Linked DNA regions of Mus musculus: regions 2, 3 and 4 are each linked to region 1. The links are chromatin contacts, called in public HiChIP or PLAC-seq maps. All regions are on one chromosome and are shown on one strand. The core of a region is the stretch at or near the end of the contact, and the rest is flanking DNA. Distances in the headings are between cores, read along the strand shown.

Region 1 (3,001 bases), core at 20-2,519:
TGAGAACTTGTTCTCTTCTTCCACCATGTGGGTCCCTGGGCTTGAACACAGATTATCATGATTGGAGGCAATTACCCCCCACCAGCACTGGCCACTCCCCCCCACCCCACCCCCTCCCTCCAGTCTCACTGTGTGACTCTGGCTGGACTAGAACTTGCTATGTAGACCAGGCTGACCTGGAACTCTACAGAGATCCATCTGCTTCTGTCTCCCAAGTGCTGGCATTAAAGAAGTATACCACTAGGCTAGGCTTGTGGCAAGCTCCTTTGACCCACTGAGCTACATCGATGAACCCTGCTCTCCTCCAAATTTTATCATAAGGAATAGGGAGCTAGGTTTTTGTTTTTGTTTTTGTTTTTGTTTTACCTGCCTATTCTCTCTGGTCTGTAGCATAGGCTACCCTGGAAATCACTATTTAGCCGTTATCTGGCCTCTAGTGGATGGTGTTTTTCCTCCCTCAGGCTCCAAATGCTGGAATCAGACATGACCCAACACACTGGGTAACTTCCTATTTTCAAGAGCAATAACTTTGTCAGAATGTTCCTGGTCGTTAATAGACACTTCCTGAGGTCTGCTCTACACTGTTTTTACACAGTGCCCCAGCATCAAGAACTCTCTACAGCCTGCTAAGGGAACTCAGGACATAACCTTTTAAGTTCATTTATACTTCTTAGACACCTTTTAACAGAGTGTTCTTAACTGAATAGTTTTGCCCCCAATAGTATCAGGAGGCAACTTTCATGGTTAATAAAGATTGGCTGCCACTGGTGTCTAGGACAAAGGGCAGGGCTGTATTCAACATCCTCAGATTCAAGGCATGGCTCCTGCAATGTCCACAACTCTGAGGCTCAGAAATCCTGGCCTAACATCTCTCCTTCCTGGGAGCTGATGTCTCTGTTTGAGAAAGTCAGGTTTGTGGGGACCTGCAAGGCTTATTTCAGCAGAGAACCAAATCCTTGATGGTACCTCTCTGCTTCTGGCTGGGAGCCATCTCTGTCTGCTGTACCCTGGCTTGGGTTTGCATAGAGATCTACTTAAGCCCTTCTAAAGAACCCTTGAAGCAAGAGCTGGGCGGACTGTTTGACTGTGACTAAAAGGGGAAGGGAATGCGTTTTGGAGGGGGGGGGGTTGAATGCTGAACTTTCAACCCTTCTTGGCAGTATTTGCTGGTCAGAAAGCAAAGCCAGCTGTAACTTGGACAGAGCTATACACAAGCAGACAACAGACTGCTATCTTGCAAATTGGAGGCTTTCGATGGCTTCTCATGTGGGCATTGGCCTCAGGCAGGAAGACCACCCACAGGCAAGCGCACAACGCCTCCCAGGAGGCCTCTAATCACCCACCCTTCTGGCCACCTGTTCTGGGGCTGCTTATCAGATGTGAAGGAGCCAGTTAATAACCATTTATAAGCTATAAATGGAAGTGGCCGTGGCAGGGAGCTGATAAACATTTGGGGGCAAATTATTTGTGTTGCTGGACTGTCATTTGCACCCCTCTTGAAAGTATGTGTTTCGGGTTACAGGATGTCCAGATGGCTGCTTGTGGCCAGCCCTGTCTGCTGAAGGGCTGGGACTATGATCTCCACCCTACTGTGGATACTATGGGCTGCTTGGAGAGTGTTAGCCTTCCCGGGCATCAGCCCTGTCTTTATAACTCTGAAGGAGAAAGGAAAAGTCAAAGCTCCCTAAAGGATTTCATGCCATATGTCTTGGGAATCTCTGATCTCAGTTTGGAACTAAAGGGGATTGACTGTACTCAGCACTGAGCTAAACAGGAGCGAGCTTTGTAGAAACTCCAGTCATTGGTGTAGATTTTAGATCCCCCCTCAAGAGATGGAAAGGATGGTGAGATGTCATCTAAACTGATACTGACAGTCAGGCAACTGCAGACCGTGACTTGGGAAGAACATTCATTCCACAAGGTGCTTTCCAGAAGTCAACATGGCTGCAAAGCAGTCAGCTTTGCTGTGGTCTCCAAAGGCCCATGTGTTAAATGCCTCTCCCCTCCTCCCCCATCTGTGGGAGGTGCAGACCTTAAGAAGTAGGGTCTAGTGGGATGAAATCAGGTCACTGTAGTGTGCTGGTTGAAGGGGCTACCTACGCCTTTGTCTCTCCAGTGGGATAAGCAGTGCTCCTGGCCATGAGGTGCTCCCACAGGCACAGAGGAAGCTACCACAGACTGGAAGCCCAAACAACCCGTTTTGCTCTAAGTTTTGATCCTCTGATGCATCTGTTTCAGTAAGGAAAAACTAAGGCAGCCATATTAACTAGGGTTGGCAACTGTGAAATTCAGAGGCCAAAGAGGATCTTGAACAATGGAAAGGGGTGCTGGGTAGAGACAAGGCATTTGAATAATAGAAGTGACACCTGGTTCTTTCATTTGAGAGCTGTAGTGAAGCAGAGCCAGCTGTTCTGCCTTTATCGTCCCAGACTGGATATGACCAGAATTCTTCAAGATGTCAAGTAGTGGATACTACTGAACTGGTGGCTGCTAACGTAGAAAACATGATCAGAGTGCCCAGGCCCAGTTCTGGACCTTAGGTTCTCTGTGACCTGGCTGGGGTCTGCATACAACTTAGTAAGTTGTGTACCTACGCCCTACCTGGGGAGCTACTATATGAAGTGTGGCCCACAGCTGGGCCCTGGGAGTCTGTGACTGGCTGGAGAACCATTTGAGGCCACAGCAGAAGGCTAACAGGGTGTGGAAGAGTAAATGTTATCAGGGTTTGTTCCAGACATCCACAAGGCATGGAAGGAGTCTCCACTTGAGAAAAGTGTGGCAGAGATCCAGGTGTCAGGAAAGGGCCTCTGAGGTGGCTTTCAGAAGACAGATTGTGTACCCAAAGCCCCAGAAATAAACTATGCCGTAGCCTTAGGGAGAAGAGAGACTTTTCTTTGTGGGTCAATCAGAGGAGTGGGGGGAAAGCAGGTGAGGCTGGTACAAAGGTCAGACCCAATCAGAGACGGATGCTTCTCCTGGTCTGTGAGGTCAGCAGGTCAGG
Region 2 (3,048 bases), core at 425-2,924, 360 kb before region 1:
AGAATCTTACTATGTAGCTTTAGTTGGCCTGGAGCTCACTAAGTAGACCAGACTAGTCTCAGAACTCAAAGATCTGCCTGCTTCTATCTCTTGAGTGCTGAAGTTAAAGATATATACAATACTACATCCAGCCTCCTTACACCTTTATTTATATAAACTGCTATGCAGTTCTGGTTTGCATTTCCCTGGTAATTAGTGGTACTAAGCTCTGTATAGATCTACTACTCACATATCCACCAAAGATATCAACTAACCCTGTTTTCTTTGCATAGATGTGTATGACTGTGTTGTCCGTAGATGGCTAACCTTATAAACTGATTTGAAAGTGTCCCCATCTTCTCTAGGAGGTTGGCAGAGTTTAAAAGAATTTTTAACTCCTCCAGTAAAGCCATTTATTTGATCTTTGGGGTTTTGTTGGGAGGCTTTGAACACCTGACTTAATCTGCTCATATTTTTACTTTTTAAAGACTTGCATATTTCTAGAACAGCCTCCAATTCTAGACTGTCCTAGTTGTTGGCATACAGCTGTTTAGTGATATCTCACAGCCCAAGACTAAGTCCTGCACACCTCTCTCAGTTTTGATTTTTTTATTTTTTGTTCTCTATTGTTGATGGCTATTCTAATCTGCTGCCTCTTTCTAACTCAGGTTTTTTTTTTTTTTAATGAATATCCTAACTTTTGCCACAACCTGCAAGTGCTGGCATGTGGCATGTTCACTGTCATTTCTCTCAAGGTAATTTTCTAAATGTATCATTTCTTTGAGCACTAGCTGCTTTAAAATGTATTGATTTACATATTGGTAAACTTTCCAGTTTTACTTCACAGTGATCAAAATGGACAGTTGATACGACTTAAGTCTTCTTCAATTTATTAAGATGTGTTTTGTAATCCAAAATGTAGCCTATCCTGAAGAATACTCTAAGAGAGTAATGTGTGTTCTATTATTATTATTATATGGGGTGCTCCACATATATCTACTGGGTGAACTGGCTGTTAGTACCACCCTAGGTCTTGTCAACTTACCACTCTTTTTTTTTGTTGTTTTGTTTTGTTTTGTTTTGTTTTTGTTTTGTTTTGTTTTTGTTTTTCGAGACAGGGTTTCTCTGTGTAGCCCTGGCTGTCCTGGAACTTACTCTGTAGACCAGGCTGGCCTCGAACTCAGAAATCCACCTGCCTCTGCCTCCCAAGTGCTGGGATTAAAGGCATGCGCCACCACTGCCCGGCTCACTTACCATTCTTTATTACAAAAAAAAAAAAAAAAAAAGCATTATTCAAAGTGAAATGTAGAATGTAGGATCCCTTTCTCCTTATTTTATGTTTTCTCCACCAATCTTTCTATGTGTACTTTGTATCTGTGCACTCCGTTGCTAAGTTCAATTGTTTACAGCTTAAATCTCTAGAAAAGAGACCTTTTTCTCCTTCTGTAACATCCTTTACCTCTTACAATAGTTGTATGGTGTATATATATATGGCTTTTTTTTGCTATGTGGCATATGTGTGTGTATGTGTGTGTGTTACTCTCACAGCCATCCACAGCATCCTTTCATTTTCAGTCTTCGTATGTCCTTGTATCTACTGAGATCCCAGCTTAGATGGTGGCACGCTTATTTAGATGCACAAAGCTCTGGCTTTGACCTTCAGCACCACATGCACTGGGTGTGGTGGTGTGTGATGACACCTGTCACCCCAGCGCTGCAGAGCAGAGACAAATTCAAGGTTATCCCGGCTACACAGTGAGTTTGAGGCCAGCCTCATACATGAGATCTTGTCAAATTAAGTTTAAAAATAATCAGAAATAAATAATCTCTGGGTCACTATCTAAATGGTCCTAAAATATATGAACAGGAAAAGATACTCAAACAAATAAATATACTCGAATTTTTAAAGGAAAATAAACCCAATTAAAGTAGCTAAAAGTAAGTGTAAAAATGAGTGTAAACTAAAGTATAAAATGAGAGTGCTGTAGAAAGCATACAGCTTGCTCTTACTGTCTCACTGCCACGGATGACATCTGAGTTCCAGTCTTGCTCACTTTATGCAGGGAAGCCTCACAGGAATGAATGTCCTCTGTTTTAGTTACACGAGCCAGTGATCATTGCTCCCTCTGGTGTCTGTATCCAGTACTGCAGAATCTCTGATACTGTGATTAGCTGGTTTGGCTTTGTTCTTTGTGTCCTTACTACCCAATGGAGGAAAAACATTTGAGGCTCTCTACTGTGCCATCTTCTGAAGTCATGCATGCGCTTGCCATTCCTTTCATGTTTACTGTCCATTCACTTGTCTCTTCTGCAATGACTTGCACATAGCCCTGGCATTTCCATGGTGGTCCTAGAGATAGACTCAGGTCACCAAGCTTAGGGCAAATGCACTTATCCCACTGAGCCATCTTGCAGGGTATACCACACTCAGTAATAAGCTACTACACTGTTTACCAGTGTGGTTCCATTAGTTCACACACTCGTGATCAATGTATGTAAGTGTTGAAACTTCACTTGAGTATGCAGTGGCACACTTTTTTTTCTTTAGTTTTCTCATTGCAGTAAAACATAAATAAGTTATCATTTAGCCATATATCGGTAGTGACTAACACTAAATATGTTCACATGCCATCTTCTCGCCATTATTATTTATCCAAAAGTTTCTACTGCTCTCAACAAACTAAATATATTAAACATAACTTCCCTTTCTCTCCTCCTTGCTGCTGATCTCTGCTCTGCTCTAGGTCCCAATGAATCAGCCTATTCTAGAACTTCATATCCATAGAATAAAAACATATTTGCTTCTGTGTTGGACTGTTTTACTAAGCATGTTTACATAGTCTTCCTATGCTTGTGCATACATAAAACTTGTTTCTTTTTATATTGGAAAATGTCCAATGAAATATAAACACATTTTGTCTTTTAGCTGTGGTCAATTAATAAAATTGGTGTATAGTTTTAATGTTTTTAGGATAATTTCCTACTTACCTTTAACCATCAACTTAACACAATTTAAAGTCACCTGAGAAGGAAGTCTCAATTAAAGATTACTCATATCAGACTGGCCTG
Region 3 (3,227 bases), core at 111-2,610, 260 kb after region 1:
CACCGTGGCAGATCCCATGAACACGAAAGGCAAGCTCTAAGAGTATCCGAGTTGGAGGGCCTCAGGTGGGAACTTTTGCATTCCAGCCATGGGGTTTGAGATGGGAAAAATAACTGTGCCCTCAGTGAGATAATGTACCAGACCCACCCACCCCCTCTCTGCAGCACTATCCTTAAAAACAGCTCGAGGTCCCCCTTTTTTTTTTCTTCCTACCTTTATCTTTCAGATGTTGGCCAAAACCCTAATCTCTGTTTCCCCTGACACTCTGGGCTTTCTCTCTCTCTCTTTTTTTCTCTGAAACCCTTCCTGTCTTCCACCATGCAGCTGCTTGCTACCTTCATTGCCAACCTAAATCAACAAGGCGTACTTTCCCACCTTTCTCTCCATCCTAACAGCTGCACAGATTAGCAGCTTGCCAGCCCTGTTGTTTTTCTTTCAAACTCTAATAAATGATCCTGGGGCTTCCTTCTTATTCTGTTTTTAACTTATTTTGTTACCAAGACTAAGAACCCCCAGCGGGAACCTTAATTCCCCTGATAACAATGAGACAGGCTAAGGCCTGGGTCATCAGGTGACTTGAGAGTTAAACCTGTGAGCTCCTGTGAGCAGGAGACTTGATTGAGCCCCTGGCTCATCCATACTTAAAAGCACCCAGAAACTGCCTTGACTGCTTAGGCTGGGGGAGGGTCTCTGAAGCTCACAAGCTCACTAGCCATTCACACAATGTTCAAAATGTTTCCAGAGCCACTGCTACCAAATTGCCAGGTAGAGAGGAACAACTTACAACTATGTAAGCTGTGAAGACTGGCAAGATGGAGGCTTCTAAAAAGGCCCCGAAGTCTCTGTCCTCCAAAGATGCTGCCAGGTTACCCTTGTGATTTAAATTTGTTCCCTCACAGCAGTGCTCAAATACTATATTCTATTCAAAGTAGCCCTTGAGACAAAGGTGCCCAGACAATGCAGCTGAAAAGACTTCATCCACGCAAGCAGCTGCGGGATGCTGTTGTTCTCCCAGCAACCCCTTTGTTATTCAAGCACTTTTTGGTGCTCTGTGTCCAGCAGATTCAACTTCGGGACACAGGCTGCTGGCAGTCCCCATGGTGTTTGGGGTTTTTTCTGTTTTGGAAGAGTGTTTATGTGTGACCCTCCTCCCCCACGTGTGAGCTGAGAGCTGAAGCTCTCAATGGGCACATTTGCAACTTCTCAAAGGGAGGAAAGACAACCCCTAAAAGAAACCGGGATGTTTACAGAGAAGTAACCCCTGTGTCATTTTCCCTCGCAGGGAGGTCCTGCCTTGATTGCTAATAGTTGTGTACTTTAGCCATGTGTGGCATAACCCGTGGTTGAGGCCCTGAGCCACAAGGTTCCCTCCACCCTGCAGCTTTCTTTCAACTGCACAGAATACAGTGAGGCTCTGCTGGCTGGGCCCACCCAGGGAGCAGCCCAAACCCTCCTGCAAGGACCTCCCAGTCATCTCCACTCCCCCTGACCATCCCACAGCTGCTCCCCACCAAGGAAGCAGAGCAGGCGCCTACCTTCCTGCCCAGGAAATTTCTCCTGCCTTCTACCCCAGATCAGGGCACAACGACCACAAAAGCCCTTCTCACGTCTTTCTCTAGACCAGCAAGTGGATACAACTCAAAGGCTCTAGGGAAGTTCAGGGAAGGGAGTAGACAGGGAAGCAATCACTAGGGTGTGACCTCTACCTCACCCCTAGACAAACAGTACTGACACCCCAAGGAAATGTGTCCTGGGAACTGAGGGGTATTTGGAGTGACTAACAAAAGTGAAGATCTGTCCCTGGAAGCTAAAGACAGGCAGGAAGGAGGTGCCAGCAGGACCGGCCAGCCATTCTTGCCCCAACGACTATTTTATACAAATCACCCAGATTTAGTTGGAGACTGGAGGAGGGACAGACAAAACAGTAGCAGGAGCCCTTAGCAATGTTGTTGTGGTCCTCCAGTGGAGGCTGAACAAAGTGGCTTATATTCTACAGGGACCAGAAGATGTCAAATCATTCATAAAGTAATAACACGTCAGGGAACTGGAAAGATGGCCCAGGGATTAAGAGCACTTGCTTCTCTTACAAAAGACAAAAGTTTGATTTTCAGCATCCACATGGTGACTCACAATCACCTATAACTCCAGTTCCAGGAGATCTGGAGTCCTCTTCTGGCCTACACAGCCACCGGTACACACTTGTGTATACAAACCCACATAAATAAAAAATAAAATTTTAAATTTTTAAATAATAAAATGCCAGATTGTGATAAGTTGTATAAATAAAAAATCAAACAGAGAGAGGGGAAGAAAGACAAATTAAGAGTACTGAGATACTGAATGTAATGGCTTTCCTAAGGTCCAGCAATAAAGTGGCAATGTTGGCTTGCAACATTCTCCACCTGCCAGCACAGGGTCAGTCTTTGCCAAAGAGACCCGTTGACAGTCTTTGTCACTAGGTCACATTCTAGGACCCCATCTGACTGCACCAGCATGTCTGGGGTGGAGTCTGGCAATGCACATGGTTAACAAGTATCCCAGGGTGAGTCTGGTCATCAAGTTGGGAACGAGAACTGTGATGGCCAGGCATTGTGCAATTAGGAAAACAAGTAAAACAAGCTTCAGCACACAGCTGCTGCCATTTTCCTTGTGACCTCAGATCCTCCGCTCATCCTCCTCTTACCTTCCTCCCCTGCAGCATAGGCATCATGACCCAGCTGCCCTCATTGGATGGCTGTGAAGACTAAGGGTACCAGGTACATAAGCCACTCTATAGGGTGTTATCACCCATGGCATAGGTGGCAAGAGGTGGAGGATGAACCCTCAACAGCAGATCTGTAGTACTCGTGTGTTATCTAGTCAATGAGATTAAACATTGTTACTAGGAATCTCATGTATCCTAGACTGACCTTGAACTTGCTATGTAGCCAAGGATGACCTTGATCATCCGACCCTCCTGCTTCTATCTCCCCGGTGCATGGGCTACCAAACCCAATTTATGCAGTACTGAGAATGGAACCCAGGGTTTGACGTATGCGAAGTAAGCGTTCTACTAATTGAGCCATACCCCCAACCTGGTTATGTTTACATCTTGGAGTCTAAACCCTGTCCCTTCCTCCTCAAGCTAAACCTGGTTCTACTGATACCACCACTGTGTGATGGTCTTACATCACTACAGCCAACGCTGGCTCCAGCCACCATCTCTTCCTGCAACAGCCTCAGACAGT
Region 4 (3,207 bases), core at 295-2,794, 280 kb after region 1:
AATTATGGAAAAGACACACACACACACACACACACACGCACACACGCACACACACACACCCTGCTGGATTGTCCAGGAACCCATTCCCTCTTAGCACATACCAACTTCAACTGATACAACTTCAAAACACAGATTCTGGTTTTAATTACTTCGATTATGTGGAGTTAAGATGCCAACATTTTTTTACTTTTGATCTTTGTCTCGCTAGAACTCATCACAGCAGGAGAGACACTTACTCATCTATCAGTAGCAAAGACCCACTGCTGTTCAGCAACAGCCCTGAGGGGCTGCATGGGGCAGGGTAGAGAAAATGTTAGAAAAGAATGAGAGGACAAAGGCCAATCACTCGTGTTATCTCTCCCATGTCTGTCCTCTTCCTCTGTTCATCTATAAACAGTTATTGAGCACCCTGGACAGGCACCAGGCATCTAGGAAGACCCTGGTGCATAAAGCCCACAGACTCCCGCTCTCAAATGTGCACAGTCCAGCTACTCAGCATTGTGTGCAGAGACTCCAGAAAGACAGGTGACTCTGAGTACTCGAGCCTGTCCCAGAGCTGGTTTCTGACAGGATTTGGGTTTCTAACAAGGTTTCCTTTTGGAGCTAAAGCTGGAATAGTGAAGACTGAGATTCTTGGAAGATTTTGATCAATAGGTAGGCTGGAAGGGAAGCCGGTGAAAAGACCAGACAAGCTCCTCAACTTCCCTACTACAAAGGGGACAAGGGACAAAGCACCTAGGCAAAATCGGAGGGCAGTGGAGTCCTGAGGGGGTTTCCCCCTGTTTACTGGCATTTCTAAGAAGACCCTGGTTACAGCAGCTAGAGTGACACACTCAGCTGCCTCCAATCGCCAAGTGCTGACCACAACTGCTGGCTGCCTGGCACCATTTGGTCAGGGACCAGGAGGAGGAGGGTGAGCCACAGTGGGTGGCGTTGGTGGCTCCTTTCTGTTGGTGGGCCTTTTCTCTGCCTTAGGACCTGTCTTGTGGAAGGGAGGGCAGGGAGCCTTCACAGCCAGCAAGCCTCTGATCAGTTTATTTATTTAAACAGCAAACATCCTGCCTGCCATGGGGCCTCTCCGTGGAGTGAGGGCTGTTCCTGAATGGGACAGACGCTGTGTCTTCACAGAGACCACCCACATGGCTGGGAGGTTTATGCCTCCATGCAGGGGAAATGACAGCCTGTGTTTTCAAGCACCACAGCTGCCCAGGAATGTGTGTGTTGCCAGCCGCACCCAGACACACCAACAGGCAAAAGTTGCCTCCTCCTCGGGCTTTCTCCTGGGCTCTGCTTTCTTTTGTTTTGTCTTTAGAGTTTTTATTCCTCTCAGCTGCAACGGTAATAAAGAAAAGCATATCATAACACAAAAAAAAAGAAAAGAAAGAAAGGAAGAAAAGAAAAAGAAAAAGAAAAAGAAAAAAGAAAGAAAAGAAAAAGTTAAGCCTTCTCTCTCAGAAGGAAAAGAAAGACTTGAATAACCAGAAGGTCACTAGAAAAGCAAACAGGCAGGGACTGTTTGTGGAGGACCCAGATGGGCGTCCAAAAATCCTTTCCAAAGTGCAGACAGAGAACAGGGCTGAGGTGTCTGTGTGGGGCTCACCAGTCAGCAACTTATATCCTGATCCCAAACCCCACAGGTCACCCAGAAACACACAGGTGATTTGGGAAACCTCAGACCTCACTGAAATAAAGTCAAACAAGGCCCTCGTTAGCATCGGTGTTTGTTCAGCATGTCCTGTATCCATGTGTTTTCCTACCAGATGAGCAATGTCTTAAATCGGCAATTACTGACCAGATTTTTATCGTATTTGTGATTGCAAAGTTGAGGGAGATTGAGCATTTAGTTGTTTTCCATTTGTTTGGGTTTTTCCTGTGTCCCCTTGGCCACGTGCACACTCCGGGAGCCATTAATCCTTTGCTTCTAAGCAGCATGGCTAACCATATGGTCAGCTGTGTCTTCAAAAGTAGTGTTGGTTTTGGACTTGGGAGTTACAACCCACACCCCAAGTCTGACCAGTCATTCTTAGTAAGCCATACTTTTCAAAAAAGCCAAATTTAAAAAAGCAAAGCAGAGAACAGAGATTTATTCAGCAAAGGGACAAAGATCCAGCAAACCCATAAAGTACATATTTGGGATCCAGAAGTGAGATCAACATATAAATAAAGAGCCAAGGATGTGCACATCTCAGCAGTCCAGTCAATGTGAGGTCTGACTCACCACTGACCCACCAGTGTCTGATATGTGGTCTGACAAGTTGTGAGAACTCTTTCTGGGAGTCAAGCTCACCCTTCAGCTAGTGCCTTTTCCTTCTCCCTACATGAGAGCCGGGAGAAATTCCCACCTCTGTGGGATACATCGTCTCAATTATCTGATGGTCAGATTGAAAGACAAAAGTCTCTTTAGAATATCTTCATTTTTGCCAGGCTGATTTCAATGTCAGACCAATATCCAAATTCCTCCAATAATTTCCCAAATATGATGGTCATATGTAATACACAGATTGAGAGAAATTTGTCTTAAAGACAATTTTTCATTCTCTGAGGGTTAATTGTGTTTTGTTAACAAATTTTATGTTAGAACAGTTTTAAGTTTATGACATAAAGGAATTTAGCATAGAGTCCCCACATATCCTTGCCTTAACACATGCAATTCCCCACCACCCGCCTCCTACCCAATGTTGGGCATTTGTTACCATTAAGACCCCACAGCAGTATGCTATCATTACCTCTCATGAGAGCACACAGCAGTATGCTATCTTTACCCCGTATCACCAGCTCAACAAGGATCACTCAGGACGTTGTGCATTGTGTGGGTTCTGATGAAGTACAAGACCCTGTATTCACATTGTATTTCTCATAGAGCAGTCACATTGCTCTGGAACCCCCCAGTCATCCACCAGTGCAAAGCCCGTTTCTCAAGAACACTCAACTTCAACATGTAAAACATCTTGTGGGAAACACACATGCCTCTCCTCTGCTAAAACAGAAATTCTAAACCTTAAGCTGGAAGATGGCTGCGGTTCCAACTGCTAGTATACCTGATGCTGAAATCACCCTTCAGTTGGAGCCCTGAACACAAGCTCTGACATCATTAGTGATGAGTGTTTAGGAACTGGCCCTGACACCCCACTCAATGACCTGGAGACATCCATGTGTCCCCTAATGAGACATCTGAGTTTCTACTGTTGGAAGCTCTGTATATGCTCT

What was found. HiChIP or PLAC-seq counts read pairs in DNA pulled down with a chosen protein or histone mark.
Region 2: a contact with region 1 is called in an H3K27ac HiChIP or PLAC-seq map of embryonic stem cells, with 2.9 times the contacts expected there. The contact joins two enhancer-like sites. A contact is called at or near these places in 1 of 484 Hi-C or Micro-C datasets (the G1E-ER4 cell line) and 1 of 115 datasets of contacts at active chromatin or transcription factors (embryonic stem cells).
Region 3: an H3K27ac HiChIP or PLAC-seq map of embryonic stem cells shows a contact between it and region 1, with 4 times the contacts expected there. The contact joins two enhancer-like sites. A contact is called at or near these places in 1 of 39 promoter capture datasets (the SN4741 cell line), 2 of 484 Hi-C or Micro-C datasets (both in uterus) and 6 of 115 datasets of contacts at active chromatin or transcription factors (astrocytes and embryonic stem cells).
Region 4: an H3K27ac HiChIP or PLAC-seq map of embryonic stem cells shows a contact between it and region 1, with 6 times the contacts expected there. The contact joins two enhancer-like sites. A contact is called at or near these places in 2 of 484 Hi-C or Micro-C datasets (cerebral cortex and cumulus cells) and 1 of 115 datasets of contacts at active chromatin or transcription factors (embryonic stem cells).

What each region holds. Positions count from the first base shown.
Region 1 is chr13:63,718,447-63,721,447 of GRCm38.p6, forward strand. The region is part of intron 4 of 1700024I08Rik (RIKEN cDNA 1700024I08 gene); the gene reads right to left. Among named protein-coding and RNA genes, the nearest start is that of 1700024I08Rik, 14 kb to the right of the region's middle. Within about 2 kb of position 1,270, at least 59 of the 459 cell types and tissues checked have an H3K27ac peak or open chromatin away from gene starts, as enhancers often do. A contact at or near this core is called in embryonic stem cells and uterus, where this site is marked.
Region 2 is chr13:63,354,642-63,357,689 of GRCm38.p6, forward strand. The region is part of intron 6 of Fancc (Fanconi anemia, complementation group C); the gene reads right to left. Among named protein-coding and RNA genes, the nearest start is that of Mir3074-1, 55 kb to the left of the region's middle. Within about 2 kb of position 1,675, at least 6 of the 459 cell types and tissues checked have an H3K27ac peak or open chromatin away from gene starts, as enhancers often do. A contact at or near this core is called in embryonic stem cells, where this site is marked.
Region 3 is chr13:63,979,166-63,982,392 of GRCm38.p6, forward strand. No RefSeq gene overlaps it. Among named protein-coding and RNA genes, the nearest start is that of Gm30950, 53 kb to the left of the region's middle. Within about 2 kb of position 1,361, at least 65 of the 459 cell types and tissues checked have an H3K27ac peak or open chromatin away from gene starts, as enhancers often do. A contact at or near this core is called in embryonic stem cells and uterus, where this site is marked.
Region 4 is chr13:64,002,182-64,005,388 of GRCm38.p6, forward strand. No RefSeq gene overlaps it. Among named protein-coding and RNA genes, the nearest start is that of Gm30999, 52 kb to the right of the region's middle. Within about 2 kb of position 1,545, at least 74 of the 459 cell types and tissues checked have an H3K27ac peak or open chromatin away from gene starts, as enhancers often do. A contact at or near this core is called in embryonic stem cells, where this site is marked.